Regions from separate parts of the Hordeum vulgare genome. Here all the other regions are linked to region 3. Evidence: chromatin contacts called from public Hi-C and HiChIP or PLAC-seq data. All regions are on one chromosome and are shown on one strand. Each heading gives the region's core, a stretch centred on a gene start, on an enhancer-like site or on the middle of the called end of the contact. The rest is flanking DNA. Distances are from core to core; before and after follow the strand shown.

The links. Hi-C and Micro-C count contacts between places; a contact is called where the count stands out from the background. HiChIP or PLAC-seq counts read pairs in DNA pulled down with a chosen protein or histone mark.
Region 1: an H3K4me3 HiChIP or PLAC-seq map of embryo shows a contact between it and region 3, with 2.3 times the contacts expected there. The contact joins the promoter of LOC123396849 here to the promoter of LOC123396943 in region 3. A contact is called at or near these places in 1 of 6 Hi-C or Micro-C datasets (seedling) and 1 of 1 datasets of contacts at active chromatin or transcription factors (embryo).
Region 2: a contact with region 3 is called in a Hi-C map of leaf, with 3 times the contacts expected there. The contact joins the promoter of LOC123396000 here to the promoter of LOC123396943 in region 3. A contact is called at or near these places in 2 of 6 Hi-C or Micro-C datasets (leaf and seedling) and 1 of 1 datasets of contacts at active chromatin or transcription factors (embryo).

What each region holds. Positions count from the first base shown.
Region 1 is chr5H:429,632,830-429,636,598 of MorexV3_pseudomolecules_assembly, reverse strand. It overlaps LOC123396849 (probable GTP diphosphokinase RSH3, chloroplastic), which reads left to right and starts at 1,495. Exons shown (of 6, transcript XM_045091648.1): 1 at 1,495-2,661; 2 at 2,765-2,950; 3 at 3,444-3,769. The coding sequence starts at 1,963.
Region 2 is chr5H:429,673,860-429,677,929 of MorexV3_pseudomolecules_assembly, reverse strand. It overlaps LOC123396000 (protein GAMETE EXPRESSED 1-like), which reads left to right and starts at 2,195. Exons shown (of 6, transcript XM_045091025.1): 1 at 2,195-2,289; 2 at 3,428-4,070. The coding sequence starts at 3,492.
Region 3 is chr5H:429,810,482-429,814,271 of MorexV3_pseudomolecules_assembly, reverse strand. It overlaps LOC123396943 (thiol protease aleurain), which reads left to right and starts at 2,183. Exons shown (of 8, transcript XM_045091699.1): 1 at 2,183-2,482; 2 at 2,605-2,726; 3 at 2,822-2,940; 4 at 3,527-3,600. The coding sequence starts at 2,283.

The DNA.
Region 1 (3,769 bases), core at 246-2,745, 180 kb after region 3:
GGTTAGGACCTCCAGAGGTCGTTTGTTTTGTTGGAGACGATTATGCTGAAATTTTGATTGAGTACATATCTTTCTCCCACAAAAAAGCTAAAATATGACCCACTCTAAACATATTTTTCATCTTCAAATTACATGCAAACTTAAAGATAAGATTGTCTTAGTATCAACCATTGAACATGCCTTAATGAGCCTCTTTGTCGCTTCTTACATGAAGTTTAGGCATGTGTCAATGCATCGTCTCTTAATACGTAATCATATACGTAATAAAAACATAAGAAACAACCAGGACAATGCAATGTATCTTAGGCTGGCCATAACGGGGTATCATAGCTAGTATCATATCCTTGGGACTATCAAACATGCTTATGTGACAAATAATTAAAAAAGAGAGAGGGGGTTAGAGTAACATAGGTAGATATGGTATCATGCTAAATGCAACGGTACTATGTGTCATGCATGTAAATAAATGAGACCATTTATGATATTAGTTTACGATACTATGCACTATGAAGATATTATCAAACATAATTTCATATGCATGATACTACTATATGATACTTCCCACTATGAATAGGCTTATGTGATGTATCTAAATTTAATGATTTGTGGTTCATGCATGCATGTGATTGGGTTAGCATTTTTTTTGCCCATGACCACGTGCCAATGTTGTATGTTAGCTAAGATACAACCTCACTATCTTTTTTCAATAAATACAATGTGACATAAGCAAAATGACTATGAAACCACATTAAGAGACTTGCATTTGCACATGCCTTTAGACATGTACAATGATGGCATATGAGTACACTTGCCCCATGATAAAAAGGTAGCTTGAGACATCTATATTGATTTTTTTCTCTCCAATGCAAGCTATCATCAGGATGCCCCATCAAAGAATAAAAAATAAAAACTCTAATACACATGCATCTCTACTTTCCATTCTAACTTTTCAGCTTTTTACATCGGACCATACATTTTCTCTTCAAACACCCGCCTCCTACCATCCGATCATATCTGGCATATTAAGCATTACCCTGAGTCTATGCACTGTATATGCCATTGTACCCATGGAATGACGTATGTTCGAAAACAATATTGATAATGCCACTTGATCGAGTGGGAATTGTAAACCGTGTACTTCCTCCGTTTTAAAATAATTGTTTTAAACTTAGTATAATTTTATATTAAAACTAGTAAAAAGTTGAGAGAGTTATATTTTCCTCCCTTCATTCTTAAATATAAGTCTTTTAAAATATTTTACTAGGAGTCTATTAATGAAACCTCTACAAAGACTTATATTTAAGAACGGATGGAGGAGAACGGATGAAGTACTAGGCAATAAGCCGACATGGTAAATTTATGGCACTAGACCCGAATTCCTGTGCACGCAGATAATAACGCGAGATTCCTGCTCCCCGGAGGGCAGTTCGGACATTCATACCCCCCTGCCGCCTTCCTATAATTAGCAACGAGGGCCCTGGATTCCTTCACTTGACGCACCAAAATCCACACGCCGCGAACGCAGCGCAAGCAACCCCAACCCAACCCGGCCCCAGAATAAACACGCGACGAAATTATTCCCCAATTCCTGCTCCTCGCTTCTCCCTCACGCGCACGGGATAGGCTCGCCCCCGCCCCCAAATCCCCTTCATTAGCCCACGCCAGAGGATCCAAAATCCAGCGCCCAATCCCTCCTCCGCAGCCTCGATTCCACCCCCAAAGCAGCCCCGGTTCTTCGAGCTCCCGATTCCTTCCTCCGTCCAGGAGCCTCCCCCGAATGCGTCGACTCCACCTCGCTGAGGCCAGAATCTGACGCCAAATTCGCGCGCGCTCTTCCGCCCCCCTGGTTCGGGTTCGTCTCCGCTGGGATCCTCGGCGCCGCCGTCCAGTTTGGTGCGCAGTTGAGAGGCTGTGAGTTCCGATTCGAGCTCGTCGGAGGCAGTATCTCTGGTTCTGGCGACCATGTCCCTGTCGGCGATTTCCCTGTACACCACCCCGCCGGGCGCCGCCTACTCCTCCTCCTCCTCCTCCGAGTTCGACCCGGGCTCGCGCGGCTCGTCGCCGTGCAGCACCGCGGCCCCGCCCCCGCCGGCCGCCTCCCACCGCCCGGCCGCCGGCGCCGGCGCCGGCGGCCTCTCCTGCCTCTTCTCCTCCCCGGCCGCGGCCGCCGCGCCGCCCCGCGCCCCGGCGCACGACGAGCTCGGCGCGCTCTGGCACGACGGATCCGACGACCTCAGCTTCGGCGGTGGCGGTGGCGGCGGCGGCTACTCCCACTCGCCCTCGCCGCTCAAGTGGCGCGACATCCACCACCACCACCACAGCCCGGTCTCGGTCTTCCAGGGGCCCTCGTCCTCGCCGGCTTCCCGGAGCCCGTCGTCGGCCTCCTGGCTCACCGGCCGCGAGCGCGACCGCCTCTTCTCCGGCTTCGTGCGCAACGCGCTCGGCTCCTGCATCGACTACGTCCCGGCCACCAGCCCGCGGCCCGAGGTCGGCGGCGGCGAGCTCGCGTTCGAGCTCGACGAGAACCTCGCGGGGGCGAGCCCCGCCTGCGAGCCCTACGCCCAGGAGCTCCTCGCCGGTGCTCAGGCTCGCCACCGCATCTTCCACGAGGAACTCGTGGTGAAGGCTTTCTTCGAGGCCGAGAAGGCTCACCATGGCCAGGTGAAGCCCCGCGACCCGATTATCACTTTCCCCGCCTGTTCAATATTAATTTCTGGATTATGATCACTAAATCTCGTTTGGTTTGTTCTTGTTCTATGATTAGACGAGGGCGAGCGGCGATCCATTCTTGCAACATTGCGTGGAGACGGCCGTGCTGCTGGCAAAGATCGGAGCGAGCGCCACGGTCGTCTCTGCTGGGCTTCTGCACGACACCATTGATGATTCGTTCGTGGATTACGATCACATCTTCCACATGTTCGGTGCTGGCGTGGCTGATCTCGTGGAAGGGGTACGTGTTCCTCTTCTCATGGATTTTGACCATTGTTTTAGAGGGATCCGGATAATGGGTTTGGTAGTTAGTGCATTCGTATTCTTTGGTATCCTCAAGCTGTTGGCTGGATCTACTGCAATTATTGTGATCTAAATTATGACGGCCTGCAGCATGCCTCCCTATATTTAAGCCAAATGATCATGCGCATTTCCCTTTCACCTTCATTATCGTATCATTTGCTAATAAAAATTCTTGGATGAAGCCCAACGCATATGACTTTTATATATGATAGTAACAAAAGTTGTGCTATGTTTACTCTGTTCTTTAATCTGTGCTTTTGCTTTGATCATACTCCAAAAGAATTCAACACCATTAGAAAATTATTTGGCACGCAGAAACTTCACTTTAATGGCATGTAGTGTGGGTTTCAATCTACTGTTTCATACTTTTGATAGCTTGGCTGCCGTGTTCTGATTTTGCAAGCTGATAGTTTCTGTCTTAATCTGTTCAGGTTTCGAAGCTGAGCCACTTGAGCAAGCTTGCTCGTGATAACAACACGGCAAGCAGAACTGCTGAAGCAGATCGCTTGCATACAATGCTCCTTGCAATGGCCGATGCACGGGCTGTTCTAATAAAGCTAGCAGATCGTGTGCATAACATGAGGACCTTAGAAGCCTTGCCTTTGGTCAAACAACAAAGATTTGCGAAGGAGACCATGGAGATCTTTGTGCCTTTGGCCAATCGATTGGGGATTGCTAGCTGGAAAGACCAGCTGGAAAATCTTTGCTTCAAGCACTTGAACCCGGAAGAGCACAAGGAGCTGTCATCAAAATTCGC
Region 2 (4,070 bases), core at 946-3,445, 140 kb after region 3:
TTGTTTGCTTTCCTCCTCCATGTTTTCTTTCATAGGATTCATCACCACATTTTTTCCATAACCACCTCCAATTGTTCCTGGGGGAGCCCAAGACTCCCCCATATTAGATGAGGATGCAATATTTCTTTCAACACGAGTATCAGTATTAAACCTAGCTTTTTTAGCAGCATTACCTTCCTCATTTTCTTGCTGCACTCCAATTCTCTCTCTTGGAGGATTTTTAATCGGGATTTTATCAACAGAGAAGAAGAAATCATAAAAGTGTCATCCCAACACCCCTTCTGCTGAAGCGGGAATGTCCTCAGCATCCCTACAACCCAGCTTAATTCTAACAGATTCAGGCCTATTTATAGTGGCTTTATCAATTTCCAAAGTTACTCCCACCAGAGATCCCACATAAGCAATATTCTTCTCATGTCTCTTATCTAGAGGAATGTTACTCACATTGACCCAAGCAACATTCAACAACCCTTTAGCCCCCACAGATTCAGACCATTTTCTCAGATTAATCACAGCACCACAGCTCTTAACGTTCATACTTTCAGCAAAGCAAGTTTATCCACATCTCTAGGAGATGGAAATCTCATAACAAAGGTATTAGGGCCAATAGATCTGGTCGAGCACCTCCAATTAGTATTGATATATGTGTTAAAAAAATTCTCCAACTGTCTACCAGATGCATGACCCTCAACCACCGAAATCACAATAAACATGTTCCTATCAGTAGTCTGGTTGGGCGTACTATGATCATGGATATAGAAAAAGGCCTTCCCCTCTGCCGGAACCCACACATGGGTGCTACGCACTCCCATGGAAGAACATTATTGCATATAGGGGCCAGATGTCCATGAATCCCGCATCTACCACAGATAGCACGCGGACAGCAAATAGGCAAGTGCTCAGGATCCTTGCAAGTGACGCAAACCTCAGTGCCTCCCACTAGTGGAGAGGCGTTCCTCTTGCCGGGAGTAGGATGTCGATGATCAGGAGGTTGATGAAGATGTTGTCGACGCGTCTCCTGAAGTCTTCCCCCCGCAGATCCACCCGCGGGGACCTGGGTGCTGTTGTCGCCCCACTTCTCCCCGCGGGCTCCTCCTTGCACCTCCATGGCCGCCGCCTCCCATCTGGCCTTGTCGGAAACACCATGTCGTGGATCTACGTTGGAAGAGTTTTGCCCGCCGTCTTCGGCTTCGCGCGTCCACACCATGTTGCGACCGCCTCCGCCTCCGCCGTGGCCGCGACCTCCTCCAGGTCCGATCCGACCACCACGTCCACCGCGCCCGAATCGACCTTCTCCACCTCCATCTCCGCGGAACCCACGACCACCCATCTCTCGCCCTGCCATGGGTGGATTCCGCGGCGGCGACGCTGTCACCTCGACGAATGATCTACTATCCCCTCCAACCTTCCCCTCCCACCAGCCGAAGGAAGGCGAAACCCTAGGTGGCGAAACCCTAGCTTTTCCCCCAGAAGTGGCCGAAGAGGGAGGCGAGATCTGGAATGGGCGACGCTGCGGGGGTGGGTGGGGATATCACCGAAACCCTATCGCCGCTTCCTGTAGCACGCGGGCCTTCCCTTAGCGGGGCCGGGGCCTCTCCCTGCCCGACGCTCGACACGGGCCCAGGCCCGAGAATGCCCACCCCGGGTGTGGCTTGCGGCACACGATCGTGCAGGGGGACGAGGAGCGCCGCTGTGGGCGTGCCTGCGGCAAGGGAGACGAGATAGACGTGAGGAACGCCATCCACCTTTCGTACTAGTTGCTTTATCTGCCTAACTGCATACACGAGTGATCTGCTTCCACCATTTCCCCAAAGTGTTCATCTAATCACAAGTTTTAGCCCCAAAAAAAATCTAATCACAAGTTTTGCATTTCGCGGAAATGCCAGCACGCTGGTAAATATGGACGGTAGTACTACTACTTAGTACAGATCCTGTCCGTGATGAGGTCGCGTCTCTCCACTGAACGGGCGTAACGAGTGACCAAATTTAACCACGCGGCGGTGCGGCTCTCGACCACTGTTCCCATTTTCTTTCGTACGCGGGGAGGAAGCGCCCTTCCGCGCGAACCAACGCGACGTTTTCACCGCGCCGGCCCCGCCAGTTTCTTTCTCGTCTGCTTCTTCTTCTACCAAACGTCCAAACCACAGCCGGCCACCCCCACTATATATATGCGCGCCACTCACCCGCCCCGCCGGTCCCTGTCTCGATCGTCCCCTGCTGTCGTCAGGACGCTCCTCCCCTCCCCACCATCGCCTCCACCCAAGCCAACGGTCTGATTCGCCACCGCCGGTGAGTTCCCTCCCGCAGATCATTCTCCCCGCCGCTCTTCTCTTTTCCGAGTGATGGAATGGCGCCTAGTTTCTTGCCAATTCTGGTTTTGCGACCGAGTCTCTCTCTAATTTCCTCTGCTTGTTCACCGGTGCATGGCTGCGATGCGGCGCGGTTCACGAACCCAGCCGTAGACCGTGGTGTCTGTTTAGATGAATTAAGTACAGTAGATCCTAGTGTTTCTTGCATACAAGAGCTTCATTTTCTATAAGATGGTTTTAGAACCACATGCTCCGGCGTTCATGTCAGTCAGTGCTCAGTACTCAACACAATGCCGCGTACGTCGTCCCGGGTAGGAGAAAGGGGGGATTGCTTCGCTCTGACATGGCTGGGCCTGCTCCCTCTGAATCTTGTGGAATAAGGCAGTGCCACCGACCTACAATGGCGCCGACTTAACATTAGTTGGTTGGGAACTTGGGATCCAACTGGTGGTTTACTGCAATTAACAGAGCTTCCTTGCCGGGAACGGAACATAGCATGGCAAGAGATCTCTGAGCTCTCTTCTCTTTCGGCATTTCCATCGACATCCCCAGTTGCCAGTTGTGTCGAGGATTGATTAACTAACTTTACAAGGGAACTCCAAAGGAAGAGGACGAAACCGCCATTGCTCACTGCATGAGTGCTAGTGCGAGTGCGCGCGCGGGTCCCTTTCATCCGTGGTGTCAAAAGTCCCCAAACCGACCTACTATTTTTTTTTCCCTTGTAAATCTCCGATCGGATCTGACCTCTGCCTTGCCGGGGAAGAAACGCGGAGCACTATATTTATCCGGCCCCCCTTTCACACGGCAGGGCACACATCTGCAACAGCCCGTTGCCTCTCTCTGTTCTTCTTCTGCTGGGGAGACGATCGTCCATCCCGTTTGTTGCAGCGGGAAGTTTGCCTGATCGCTTTAGGCTGGAACTGCTAGTTGGGTTTTATCGTACGTGATCGAGTAATTGGCACCAAGAAGTTGGAATTTTGATCTCGCCTCTTTAATTTGGTAATTAATCAAGAATTTCAGAGTTTAATACTACGAATTATGATGCGAGCATGAGAACAATCTGCATCCAGTGAATACGTTTTAATTCTCGCCTTCTTGACCATCCTTGTCTTTGCCAGGGAAGATTTGCACCGGAATCGACCTCTGACTCAAGATCACTGTTTTTCTGGTTCGACCAGAGCCATGAGGAAAAATGCATCGTTTGTGCTGTTGATTTTGGCCTGCTTGTGGCTATGCCCTCGGCGGAGCAGCGGGCTATCATGGAACATTTTCTCGTCACGGTCGTCCTCGGCGGCCGGTGACCGGGCCCCGATGATGGAGCTCGACGGCGCGGTGGCCGACTTCTCAATGGACGGCACCAACAACCCGCGAGGGCTGAAGCTGCTGGAGAACGCGCGGAACAAGCTCGCGGGGCCCAAGAACTGCTGGCAGGAGGCGTACCGCAACCTCTTCGCCGGCTGCGGCGAGATCATGGCCGACAAGGAGCGTCAGGCGCGCCTCGCGTGGCACCTCAGCAGCTGCTACCAGGAGGACTCTGGCCGGCCGGCCTTCCCGTCCTGCGCCGGCGGGTCCAGGATGGTGCACTGCCGCAAGAATCTGGGCGACTCCGAGAGCAAGGTGTTCCTCGAGTTCTTCCTGGAGACCAACACGCTGTGCCACCAGCTGCAGGCGGAGGCCTTCAAGCACAGCACGGAGCGGCTGGTGAACGACCTCACGAGGTCCTCCAAGTCGGCGGAGGAGAAGCTGGAGGTGATCGAGGCA
Region 3 (3,790 bases), core at 934-3,433:
TGCCAACCCAACAGACACCTTTGGAGATACCTGTAGAGAACCTTTATAGTCACCCAGTTACGTTGTGACGTTTGTTACACACAAGGTATTCCTCCGGTGTCCGGGAGTTGCATGATCTCATGGTCATAGGAACAGATATATTAACATGCAGAAAACAATAACAATAAACTGACACGATCATATGCTACGTTCATAGTTTGGGTCTTGTCCATCACATCATTCTCCCAATGATGTGATCCCGTTATCAAGTGACAACACTTGCCTATGGCCAGGAAACCTTGACCATCTTTGATCAACAAGCTAGGCAACTAGAGGCTCACTAGGGACAGTGTGTTATCTATGTATCCACACATGTATTTGAGTTTCCAATCAATACAATTCTATCATGGATAATAAACGATTATTATGAACAAATAAATATAATAATAACCAATTTGTTATTGCCTCTAGGGCATATTTCCAACACCGTCCTCACCTCCCTCGCCTCGTCCGGCAAAGGCAAGCCTCGCCCCCCCGGAAGGCCGCAGCGCCGAAGCCGAAGAAGGTGCTGACGCTCGAACAACGGGCAAATGAGTCGGCCAATAGGAAGGACCGGAGGCACGCGGCGGACGCGAGGGATGAAGCCATCGCGGCGGCCGCCGCGCAGCAACGGGTCACCAATGCCTGCGTCGCGGCGGCAACGAGGGAGGCGCTCTGCATGCTGGGGTTAAACCCTAGCCAGCACGGCCTTGTCAACGCTGTCGTGGCCGCCGCGGTCAGCACCGGCTCATCTGCCTTCCCTCGGACGGTGCTGGCCGACTCGCCCGACACGTCGGCTTGCAACCCGGTGCCCGGCTTCCACATCTACCCGCAGGCCTCCCGCCTCTCGGGGGAGTGCTCGCCCGAGGTGAGCGTGATCGCGTCTTCCACGCCCGTGCCCGCGCCCATCGACCTTAACGCTGCACCGGTGGCCGCTGGCTCATCAGCTGGGGGCGCGAGGAAACGCGTGCGGCAGACGCCAGCTGACCAGCTGCCGGGCACGCGCAACCTGTTCGACGGAATGTGGCCCGCCGGCGACGACGACTACATGCAGAACATGATCTTCGAGGGTGGTGCGCAGGCCGCTGGCTTCGATCCCGACGAGACATAAAGCCAGGATGGCCGAGTGGCGTTCACATCGCCCGCTGGCTAGAATGAAGATCAGGCCACCTTCATGCGTGATCAAGTCGGCCTGAACCTGGACGGCTTCCCTCTCGACCATGAGTTCCCCGTCGAGTTGGAGGCGGAGAAGGAATCCAAGATGCTAGACACCGAGGTCGTCAACGCCAAGACCAAGGCCAAAGAAGTGGCTCTCGCGAGCATGATGACAGGGGTGGAGATCATGAAGGTGGATGTCAACACCGTGTCGCCAAGGAAGAGGTCGTGGTTCGAGAAGATGCAGACCGACATGCTCAAGTTCGACGAGGAGTGATCTATGGCGGCGAGCGCCATCTTTTTTGGATGCCGGCAGGTGTGCTGGCATGACCACGGGGGCCGCGATGGCGTGGTCGAACTCAAGTCCCACCCTTTTTATGTGCTGGCATGTGTGTCGGCCGGCTCGCGAGCTTCATCTTTTGGCATGATGCTGACATGAGACATTGCCGCTCGCATGACCGGTGACGGGCCTTTTCTTAAATGTTGATTGCGGACATAAAATGGGTCGACGAATTGGACGCACTGCGTACCTAAATCTAAAACAGGACGGAGGCCAGCCGGACGGCCGACCCAAACAGACAAAAAACGAACAAATTCGCCGTCCGTTTAGATCGTCCGTTGGACTTGCTCTAACTGCTCTTTTCTTAATGAAACATGTCTGATTTATAACGAATGGGTTTCGATTTATATGAAAACCAGCTGGTTTGCATGAATTTAAACTACTGTTTGAAGAATTGTATACATGTAACGTTAGATGGTTAGATTTCGCATCCGTATGTGGGAGACTGCGAATTGTACCTTGTCAGTGGATAGATACAGGAGCAAATTTGAGGGTGTTGGAGATGCCCTTAGTACATAGCCGCACATGTGTGCCACGCCTGGTATTTTGGCTCTTGAATATTGAGACAAAGAATAATCCTCGCTAGAGTAAGTAGATTATACTTACTGCAGATCACAAATATCCTCTGCGTACAGAGTCTCAAACAAGTGGTCAAGCGTGCCCCGGTGCGCGCCCCGATATATAAAACCCCCGGCACCGGGACGCGAGCTCCTCCCGCCCGCCTACCCAACCCAGTAAAATACTGCCACCTATCCGCCGGCGAAACGAAATGGCCCACGCCCGCGTCCTCCTCCTGGCGCTCGCCGTCCTGGCCACGGCCGCCGTCGCCGTCGCCTCCTCCTCCTCCTTCGCCGACTCCAACCCGATCCGGCCCGTCACCGACCGCGCCGCCTCGACGCTCGAGTCCGCCGTCCTCGGCGCGCTCGGCCGCACCCGCCACGCCCTCCGCTTCGCGCGCTTCGCCGTCAGGTCCGTGCTACTGCTACGCACCCCCAATCCTCCGCCCAGCCGTCGATTCTCCGTCTGTCCGGCCGCCGCCGTCCCTCATGGCAGCTGACGTCCCGGCCGGTCCGTTCGATCCGCTTTCGCAGGTACGGCAAGAGCTACGAGAGCGCGGCGGAGGTGCGGAGGCGGTTCCGGATCTTCTCCGAGAGCCTCGAGGAGGTGCGCTCCACCAACCGGAAGGGCCTCCCCTACCGCCTCGGCATCAACCGTACGACCCCCGACCATCCTCTAATCCCCGCCGCCCGCTTCCGGCCCCGCCGGGTCCTCCTCTAAACGCTCGTCGCTTTTGCTGTCGTCCCGCAGGCTTCTCGGACATGAGCTGGGAGGAGTTCCAGGCGACCCGTCTCGGCGCGGCGCAGACCTGCTCGGCGACGCTCGCCGGCAACCACCTCATGCGGGACGCCGCCGCGCTCCCGGAGACCGTAAGTGCCAAGTTTTACTTACTACTCTCACCGCAGAACATCCCATCAATTAATTATGAACTGTTGGTAGCGTAGCTGCGTAGGAATGGTCCCTGTATTGTAACGTTAGTAACGGTTGCTGAGGACGAGCAGGGTCACATGGTCAGTTTCAGTCGATGTCAATCCTCCGTTCGAAAGCCAGGATAAGTAATTTATTTGGGTTTCAAACCAGCTATCTGTCGAGCTTTCTGGTTTGCCTGAATTGCTGCAGGATTTTGCTCGTCACTGTATTTTCCACGGTCCCGGCACATATTGTAGTTAAAAGTTACTTCTATCGTATGTACACCAGCCAATGAAAGAGCAGGAAATGTTAATTTGCCAAGTAGCATGGTGGTAATTAAGGATTGCCGCACAACATTTCTTGCTATTTATAACTAGTATGGTTGTGCGAAGACGAGTGTATATATAGCATAGACTATATCCTGTTGTAGCCGTTGACGCTTAATTTGCAAGTATTATGTCGCTTGATCCAGCAAGCAGCAGAGTTGGTGTACGTACCAATCGACTCCATTAATGTGGGGAGTAAGTGATGTTGTCATTGCTGCAGAAAGACTGGAGGGAGGATGGGATCGTCAGCCCCGTCAAAAACCAGGCCCATTGCGGCTCCTGCTGGACGTTCAGGTAACTAATGAATTTCTGCAGTTTTTTTTTTCCCACACGTGCTCCTGTATCAGTAATAACCAATGTGTGCCCAATACTGTGCCTGCTCATGGTGAAGCGTGCTCAAATCTGGTGTTTTTCAACTTGACGTTCATACTATATGATATCCGACAGGAAGTAGAATGATCGATCCGATCCAGTTAATTGTCTG